Regions from separate parts of the Mus musculus genome. Here region 2 is linked to region 1. The links are chromatin contacts, called in public Hi-C maps. All regions are on one chromosome and are shown on one strand. The core of a region is the stretch at or near the end of the contact, and the rest is flanking DNA. Distances in the headings are between cores, read along the strand shown. Region 1 has its middle 52 kb from the start of Cacna1d. Region 2 holds the start of 4831407H17Rik (RIKEN cDNA 4831407H17 gene).

What was found. Hi-C and Micro-C count contacts between places; a contact is called where the count stands out from the background.
Region 2: a Hi-C map of uterus shows a contact between it and region 1, with 3 times the contacts expected there. The contact joins the promoter of 4831407H17Rik here to the enhancer-like site in region 1. A contact is called at or near these places in 15 of 484 Hi-C or Micro-C datasets (Th1 cells, bone marrow, bone marrow-derived dendritic cells and 11 more) and 3 of 115 datasets of contacts at active chromatin or transcription factors (bone marrow-derived macrophages, embryonic stem cells and heart atrium).

Annotation. Positions count from the first base shown.
Region 1 is chr14:30,402,954-30,407,637 of GRCm38.p6, reverse strand. It overlaps a transcript of Cacna1d not described here and the pseudogene Gm7621. Among named protein-coding and RNA genes, the nearest start is that of Cacna1d, 52 kb to the right of the region's middle. Within about 2 kb of position 1,962, at least 70 of the 459 cell types and tissues checked have an H3K27ac peak or open chromatin away from gene starts, as enhancers often do. A contact at or near this core is called in Th1 cells, bone marrow-derived dendritic cells, bone marrow-derived macrophages and 5 more, where this site is marked.
Region 2 is chr14:30,456,019-30,460,702 of GRCm38.p6, reverse strand. 4831407H17Rik (RIKEN cDNA 4831407H17 gene) reads right to left here and starts at 2,667. Exons shown (of 4, transcript NR_131095.1): 1 at 2,587-2,667; 2 at 696-761; 3 at 329-614. It also overlaps a transcript of Cacna1d not described here.

The sequences.
Region 1 (4,684 bases), core at 713-3,212:
GAACCACTTCATCTGGGCTCATCCTTAATGTAGAGTCAGATGGGTTGGTGGGCACACTGTGCAGCAAGAAGCACCTCCTGAGCTGCACATGATCTCTGTTGGAGCAGGCTTGGCTACTCTGCTCAGGGCTCGCTGAGGACTCAGCTAGGAAGGACAGAGGAGCTCTCCCACTGACCCGCCGTCAAGACTCCAGTGCACGTGGCCACATTGTTCTCTCCTGCCTGCTGGAGGTCACCAGACACAGAGCTTCCTTTTGTAATTATTGTTTTATGACGTTATTAGGCTGGAAACCAACATCGGTTCCTTCTTTCGTGGGAAGCTACCCGGCCAGTTTTCTGAAATACTATTCCCATTGTAACTTAATGATGTTTCTCACAGTTCTCCACTGGATGCTCTCAGAAGGTTTAAGTCTGTCATGGTGGGGAAGGTGGAGTAGAACATCTTGGCCCATAGCAATGGGATCACGTGGTATAGAACATTCACATTCCAGCAGGCCAGAAAGCGGTGTCAAGTTCCACATATCTTTAATCCAGAAGAGTTTGTGTTGTTCTTGGATTGCTACTTTAAAACTTTATATAATTACTACTGAAAGAGTAAAATATCTTTTATTATTTCTTTGAGATCCTTTAAGACAGACAATTTATTATTATTTTTGTTTTGTTTTTTTGAGACAGGTTTCTCTGTGTAGCCCTGGCTATCCTGGAACTCACTCTGTAGACCAGGCTGGCCTCGAACTCAGAAATCTGCCTGCCTCTGCCTCCCAAGTGCTGGGTTTAAAGGTGTGCACCACCACTGCCTGTTAAGACTATTTTTTGGTATGCATACCAAATAATGAGTCTCCCTATGACGTGTTCATCCACCGACATGTGCCTGCCTCCACTGTACTTTGCTTAGTCACCTTCATGACCTTCCTTTGCCCTCTCCCTGCTCTCACTGGTCCCCCAAATACTTGCCTTTCTACTTTTATGTCACATATGGTTTTATACATACATGTATATGTGAACACTTTCTGGCATCTCCTCCCCTACTTTCTGGCTTTACTTTCTCCCTAAACTATATAATTTATTGTTTGTTGTATTTATTGTTTGTTTTCTTTCACTAGGATGGAAGCTCTGTGAAGAGAGAGATTTCTGTTTTGGTTGTTTTTCAGTCCCATGTACCCAGAACAGCATCCTTCCAAAAGTATGAATTGAATGAATTAGCACGCACGTACGTGTGTGTGTGTGTGTGTGTGTGTGTGTGTGTGTGTGTGCATGTGTGTATGTTTGCAAGACTTGTTTGCTGTCAGCAATCCCCGTGTGTTGGCATCTGTGGGTATTGCTCATCTACCATTCACCGTCTTCAGGAAGGACTTATCTAGTCTCTGCCCAATGTTTCAGGAGCCTGGCTCCCATCACACTGTGGTGGAAGGGGCTAAGGTTATTTTAGTCAATGTGCAGATTTTCATTTATCTCCGCTTAGCTCTGCTTTTTACACTATTCTCTATGCCTTAAGCCACTCTCATCTAGATTCGAACAATTCTGGTTCTGTTTCAGCAGAAATGGTCCATCTGTTCTGCTGGGAAGGGGAACCAGTTTGATCTGGCAAGCATCTCGGGGTTCAGCTGCTGTCGCTGGTCTATTCCTCTCTTCTCTCTCATACTTACATTTCCTGATTCTTCTGGCGTTCTTGGGGACAGTTTCGCTTTCATTCCACAGGCGTCTTCCCTTGTGTGTCTTAGGTTTGACCTTTCACTCTTCTGATAAGTCATTTATCTTTTCTCCGTCTACTTACTGACTTTATGTGAAGTTTCTGTTTCTTCTCTTCCTTGTTTTGGAGGAACTTTTGAGAGGGAAAGAACCATCTGGATATTGAAAATTTCCCTCAAAAGCCATTTTCACCCAGATGTTTCACATCTCCCTTAGCAGCTGATCTAAAACCATTGGTGACCAAATGGAAAACCTTATCAGAGGAAGTGGGCCTTAGGAAAAGGATCCCAGAGCACTGAGTGTTAACAGAACCAGAGGAGGAGCTGAGAAGGGCCCCCTGAGGCCAATGCTTCACTGCACTCAGACCTTTTTTGGCTCTGTAGTTGCCATTTATGACTTTGTCTTTAAAGGCTAACCAAAAACTTGGCAAAAATAAAGATGCAATCATTGTTAAAATGAGAGAAACCAGGAGTGGAGAGGTAGATGGCTTAGTGATTAGCACGCTTGCTGGTCTTTCAGAGTGTGTGAATTCGATTCCCAGCTCCCATCTTGGGAGGGTCACAACCAGTTCCAGAGGATTTGATGAACCCTTTTGGCTTTCTCTGGCACTGTTACATGCATATATATTTGTGCTCATGCACAGACTTGTACAAATAAAAGTAAAAGTTAAAAATTTAAAATAACATAAAGAAATCTTATCAAAAGAAAATCTGCATCTATTAGAATATCATGCAGATATTAAAATCTATTTTGGAGATACTTTTGAAAAGTGAAAGACAAGACAGTGCTTTTCCCAAATAATAAATTTAATTTTAATAAAAAATATCAATATGAACATATACTTTATTGTCCAAAATGAAAACAAACTTAGATAACAACAAAATATTATTATTAAATATAGGACTTATGTGAAAGACAAAACTTTAGCCACTATAGCTTTGCTATGGAGATAAGCCCACCTACAAAATTACCTCTGAGAAATGTAATGATAACCTCACTCTGCGTATGGACAGTTGAAGTTTCTAAACCAGTTTTAGACTAGCAAATCCAAGCTTTAAGCCAGAGTATGGACTCTTGTTCCCATCAACTGTATCCATTTAGTGAGGTAAAGTATATCTGACTAAAAAATTATTCATGAGAAAGGTCTTTTTCTTCACAAGCAGTATTTAAATAGTTTTTAAAAAAAATATTCGTTTGATATCATGTACTTATTTGGAGAAATACAAGAGAATGAAGTGTGTGAAACAAGTTTCAATGGTTGGAAACATTTCAACAGATTGTGTGACCATGATCTAGGAGTGTTTAACGACAATAAAATGTTTACAATGCATTGATAAAAAAAAAACATGAACACGTGGTTTTATCATAAGGAAGCCTTCTAAAAGCTCAGCTATGTTAGGGATTAACTTAAGCCATTTGAAACAATTCTTAAAGTCCACTTCAAGTGAAGTGCTATATCTATCAGAAAGTACTGTTTTGTGGTTTATAAATGATCTGTCTCTCCCCTAGGTACCTACTTCTATGGGTAGAACTTGAGCAGTCACTGCTTTTCAGAGAAACCAATTACCCTTCCTGACTGTCTGGTAAAGCTGCAAGCCTTCTTTTTTTTCCAAGCTTTCCAAAATAATCTTTGTATGTCCTTCTAAAAAAGACAACCTTTTCTGGTACTTTGCCAAACTCTTTTATTTTTATTTTATTTTATTTTTTTTAAAAGAACTATTCTTGACCAAATTTGGGAAAGCGTATGGTGCTCACTCCACATAAAACCAGTGTGTGTATCTCATAGGAGAGTGCTCAGGATGTGGGGCGCTTCCAGAACACAGGGGTGGCTTGAGCTCAGTGCTGGATGCTAATGTAAAGCCAGGTTCAGGGAAAATTACCTGCTTGGTGAAGGTTCAGGGCTTCGTACTTCCCTCCTTAAAGTGGGTGTTGGGAAGTCATCTCAGGCTGCTTGCTTAGCTTGTAGTCATTCACATACAGGTGCTTTGTAAGTACTAGACCCTTGGGCAAAGCAAAGGTGGAATGGCAGCAGAAGTTAAAGTGGGCACTCTCCCTTTCTCCTAACTTTTTTCTATTCTATCACAGCAAACTCCATTGGAGATGGGGAGGTTGCGTATTTGCTGTTCTAACTCCAGAGGCTGCTCAGACAGTCATGCACAAACAGCTTACGCATGTCTGTGCTTCATTTGTCCGATACGTTTCTGTTTCATTCTGGGGACTGAACTCTGGGGACTTGTAGGTGTTAAGACTTGCTCTACTCCTAAGATGTAATCCTAGCCCTCTCATACATATTTTCTGAGCACCTGATTATGTAATGAGCAGCTTTAGACATGTGACCTAAAGAATTTATGGTTAGACAAGCAGTTGAAGATACATACAGTGTAGGGTAAGTGAAAGATAAAATGACCACCATCATTGCACCTAGCATCTGGTCTGGGCACTTAACAGTTTGAGTTGTTTTCACTTTCGTGAGCTTAGATTTTATAGTCAACATTAATAGTTTTCTACTTTCTCCAAGAAGCTATGGCTATCAAGCCCAAGTTCAGCCAACAGACCTCCTTGTCTGAGAAATGTGGCAATTTACTGCTGAAAATTTGGAGTAGATCTTGGGTTTATGCAGGACTGCAGGATTAGTGCAATGCAATAAAAATATTAGATATGGACACATTAGGAATAAGGTTAATTAAAAATAAACCCCAACTGCCAGTTTTTAAAGATATATTTTAAAAATTCAAGGCCAGTCTGCCTGCTTGCTTGCTTGCTTCCTTCCTTCCTTCCTTCCTTCCTTCCTTCCTTCCTTCCTTCCTTCTTTCCTTCCTTCCTTCCTTCCTTCCTTCCTTCCTTCCTTCCTTCCTTCCTTCCTCTCTCTCTCTCTCTCTCTCTCTCTCTCTCTCTCTCTCTCTCTTTCTTTCTTTCTTTCTTTTTTACATATGTGAAGCTGTTTAATTAGGTTGTTACAATTTAGAAGACCAGTTTGTGAGGATACGTCCCATTTG
Region 2 (4,684 bases), core at 1,418-3,917, 52 kb before region 1:
TCTCTGTGAGGCCCCATGAACTCTGCTTAGTTGATTCGGTGGGCTGTGTTCTTGTGGTGTCCTTGACAGCTCTGGCTCCTACAATCTTTCTTCCCTGTCTTCCCTGATTTCAAGATCACAAGATCTGTGGGGCTCCCTAAGCTCCACCTAATGTTTGGATGCGGGTTTCTGCATCTGCTCCCCATCAGTTGCTTGATGATGGATGCCCCTTTGATGGCAACTGGGCTAGACTCTGATCTCCCAGTATAGCAGAACCTCATTAGGAATCATTTCACTGACTTTATTTTCAGTTATATTGGTTCTATTCTGGTTCTCTTGGCCGTCCTACCTTTGGTTCCCGGTCATCTAGGCAGTGTCAGGCGGCTGCCCCTCCTCCTGCTCCTCCTCCTGCGCCTCCTCCTGCTCCTGCTCCCCCTCCATCTCAGAGTTTTCTGGTTGTGATAAGTGAAATTATAATAAGATTTCCTTAAACTGCCAGATGGAAGAGCGGATAAAGATACATATTACCTTAGAGTGTGATGGTCTTAGCTCAGATGAAATGTTTCTTAAAAACTGAAGGACTCTGAGGACAAAATGTGTCCTCGCAGAAGATACAATGTATGGCAACTGTGGAGCTGCGGGCGGAAATGTCATTTGAGTGCCACTGGGGGGCGCAGCGGTACAGTGAGTAAGAGGAAGCCAGCGTCTACCGTTACCTCAACTTCGGCTCCCTTGAGACTTCCAACCGGCCACTTAATCTCCTTCTGGGTCAGTTTCCTTGTCTGCAAAATAGAGATATTCTTTTCTCACTGTATTTTGATGAGACTTAGATACGATAAAGTTCAAAGCACTTTTTAAAAGTGCACCGTGACCATTCAAATAAATGGGCTGGCGAGGACTGCCAAGATAGGAAACAGTAAGGGGCAAGGTAGAGAATTGGAGCATCCTGGCTTTGTGTATAAATTTTAATTCAACTATTTATAAGAGGTGTATTTTTTTTTTTTTGCTTCAAAGATAAAGAGCTGTGGTTATCTATAGAGAATAAAACTGCATGGTAGGGGAGGTTTCTACTTATTACACTATGTCTATTGAGAAGAGAAACGGTGTCTGGGCAATGGGGTTATGGACTTTGATTTCAGTATTATTTCCTCTTTAAAAAGCTAAACATAGTTTTTCAAGATCACAGAAAGGCCCTTGTGGTAGATTATTTTAGGTGAAGTGGAGATGTTATTGGTAAAGAGTAATCATGGCCCAGAGAAAGCAATCTTTTCAAGGCTGAGTCCCTAGGCACGGGAAGTACTGCAGGTTCATATGAGTCTTGGCATCCCTTGAATGTAGCAAACTAGGTGACAGGTTTTCTCTGCTAAGAAATCCCTTTCTCTGGCATAATATTGTTGGGAGATCATACTGTTGGCTGTGCTTGAGGGAGCTGTCTGATGCTCACACTAGAGCATTGGTCCAGAAAATTCCCCTTTCCCAAAGGTCTCCTTTTGTCCCATCTCTGGGCTGTCTTGTACTGTTTTCTTTGCTGAAGTTTTCTCTCTCCAATGGCTCTCCTCTATCTCTCTATCAACCTCAAGATAATTTCCTCCCCTTATTTACCAGTCTCAAAATAGTGAGTTTGATATGAGCTCCTTTTTTGCAAGCCTCCGGGAACACATTTCAGCATAGCAGGCGTGTGTTGTTACACCCCAGCTGTTATGTTAACATCTGTGCTCTGAGGTCACCATTCTCCTCCCCTCCTTCTCATCAAGCTAGTGACCACTAGCAGCTCTTGCCATTGCTATCCACATAGCTACATCCCATGGTCAAGCCAGAGGCTTCACTGTTTTGCATATTAAAAAAGAGGTCTAATTTATGTCCCATGAGACTCACTTTTCTAAAGCGTGCAACTTAGTATTTTTTCTTTTTCTTTTTTGAGACAGGTTTCTTTCTGTAGCCCAGGCTAGCCTTAACTTTATGGTCCTCCTGAGTGTTGGGCTCATAGGGACGAACCACCACATCCAGCTAGGTTTTTCATTCATTCATTCATAAATCTGTGGATACATCAGCAATTTCTAATCCCAGAATATTTTCCTAATCTCCAAAGGATATGCCAGATTCACTGCGTGTTACTCCAGTGCTCAGCCCTAGCTCCCGAAGCCATCGATCCACTGCCACCTGCTTGCATCTGCCCACCCCTGACATCTCTGTAATGACAGCACTATGCACACGACCTTGAGCTCCCATCTTTATCAGGGACAGCCCCCACTTCCTTCTTCTGCCTTTCTGAGCACCCTCTCTTTCCTATGCCTCCTGTCTTGGGGTACAGCTCTCAGTTTTTTCCATGCCTCCTCCTTCTCTTCTGATCCTCTTAATGTTGGGGAGCCTTTACCCCTCAGCTGAGGGATCTCTTTTCCCCAGCACTCCCCAGGCACCCCCAGGCTTGTAGATTTAAATGCTGTACATTGCCATTAACTCCTACACTTGAGCTTAGCCAGGAAATGACGTCATCAACTCCTAAATTTATACCCCTAGCAAGGACTTTCCCTCTACTTCCAGAACTTTTTGTTCATCTCCTCTCTGTTTCCCAACATGCACTGCACAGTCAGCATGCCCAGAACTGACCTTGGGGGTCACCCCCTGCCTCCAATGTCTTCCACCCACAGCTGCTTCTCTAGTTGCTCGGCTCAGAAACTTAGCAGCCATGCCTCACTTCCTCACACCCCCACTCCCTGCATTGCATCTATGTCACATTCTGCTGGCTCTTCTTCCAAAATGCACTCAGAACCTAGTTCCTCATTTTGTTCCTTGATGCTTTTTGTGCTTAGGGAAGCCTATCTGTTTTCATGTGTGTTGTGTGGATGTAGTGTATATAAAGGTGTGTGTGTGTGTGTGTGTGTGTGTGTGTGTGTGTGTGTGTATTTAGACAGGCTGGAGAAGGATTCAGGTGTCTTACTCTATGGCCAACCAGGTTATTTTTTGAGACAAAGTCTCTCACTGAACCTAAGGAAGGCTTGCTGTTTCAGCTACTCTGGCTGGCCAGTGAGTTCCCAGGATCAGCCTGTCGGTCTCTGCCCACCCTTCCTCCTCCCCGCCCCCGTGCTAGAGTTACAGGCATGGCTGTGCCAGCTTTTATGTGGGTGCTAGGGATTCAAATTCAGATTTTCTTGTCTCCATAGCCAGCGTGCTTATCCATCGAACCGTCTCCCTAGCCCATTGGGTAATGTATAAACAGCTGACGGGAGTTTCTGCCACCACCTCTATGGACATACTTAGCTTTAGAGATTGTTTTAAGACAAGTTAAGTCATGGCGTTCTTTGCTAAGAATCATTCAGTAGATCACCACATTGCTCAGAATAAAAGCCAAAGCGCACACATTGTCCATCCTGCGAGCAACGCTTTGCTCTCACGCCGTCAGACCCATCCCGCTAGTCTCTGCCTTGATGACCTGAGTCAGCCCCAGTGACCTCCTCACTCATCTCAGAGACACACCTCACAGTCTGCACTTACTGTCCTGCTTAGAGTGCTCTTCTCCACATGCCTCTTGTCCCTGTTGTTCAGTTCTTTGTTTATATGTGACTTAGTTAATCAAGTGCAACTCCACTCTCACTGATTAATTAGAGTCAGTGTCTTATGTATTCCAGACTGGTCTCTAAGTTGCTACATGCCCAAGAATGACCTTGAACCTCTGATCCTCCTGACTTCACCTCCCGTGTGCTAGAGTTACAGGTGTATATCACATACCTAGTTTATGAGATACAGGAAAACTGAACTCAGGGCTTTGGGCATGCTAGGTAACATGGTCAAATGAGCTATATCTGTACCTGACATGCACTGTTCATAATTGCAACTTGCTTTCAACTTTTCTTCCATATTCTCAATACAACTTTCTGTTCCTTTAACTGTTTTCACACACACACACACACACACACACACACACACATATAGATGCATACACAGGTACACACACATATGTGTACATAATGCATCTACATGTATACACATTTGCACACATGTTTGTTTTATTGAAATCCTTCCCCACTTGCCTGCAGACCTTATGAGTACAAGGGCTTCATTTTGTGCCCTGTTGTGTTCCTAGTCAATTGGTTCGTCTCTGCTTGATGTACACTGGCTGACTGTACACTGTGTGGAATGGTAGCAGCCTTCTATTTGCATCTTCTAACAACACAGCTCCTCCGACCTATGGGCTCATGTCGTGATTTCCAAGGGACATTTGCTCTGCACATCTTCCCTGAGGTCCTTGGGGAGTCAACATGCATCCCCATCTGTGAGCTTGGCATAGAAACTTCCTCTCCTCCAGATGTATGGATGCCAATTCTTGGGCAGAGATTGCAGGAGGAGAGGAGGTTATTTGGGGCATTATTCTTTGCTCACTGAAGCCGATGTGACAGGAGTTTGCTATGAACAAGGTTAGCAAGCACAGATACAAACGCTGGCTGGGAAGAGCTGCAAAGAGATTTCAGCGTGCAGTCCCTAATCATCTGACTGACCGCACTTGCCTTCTCTCTCCCTGCCCGCTGTTCCCTCCCTCCCTCCCTCCCTTCCTCCCTCCCTCCCTCCTCCTGCTCTCTCCTCTTTCCTTCCTTCTCCGCTCTGTCTCTTTCTCTCCTGTTTCCTCCCTCCCTCTCCTGCTCTGTCCTTCCCTCTGTTAGAATACCAAGGGCAGGGAAGTAGCAGATCTCCAGGGTTACAGAGTTAGTGG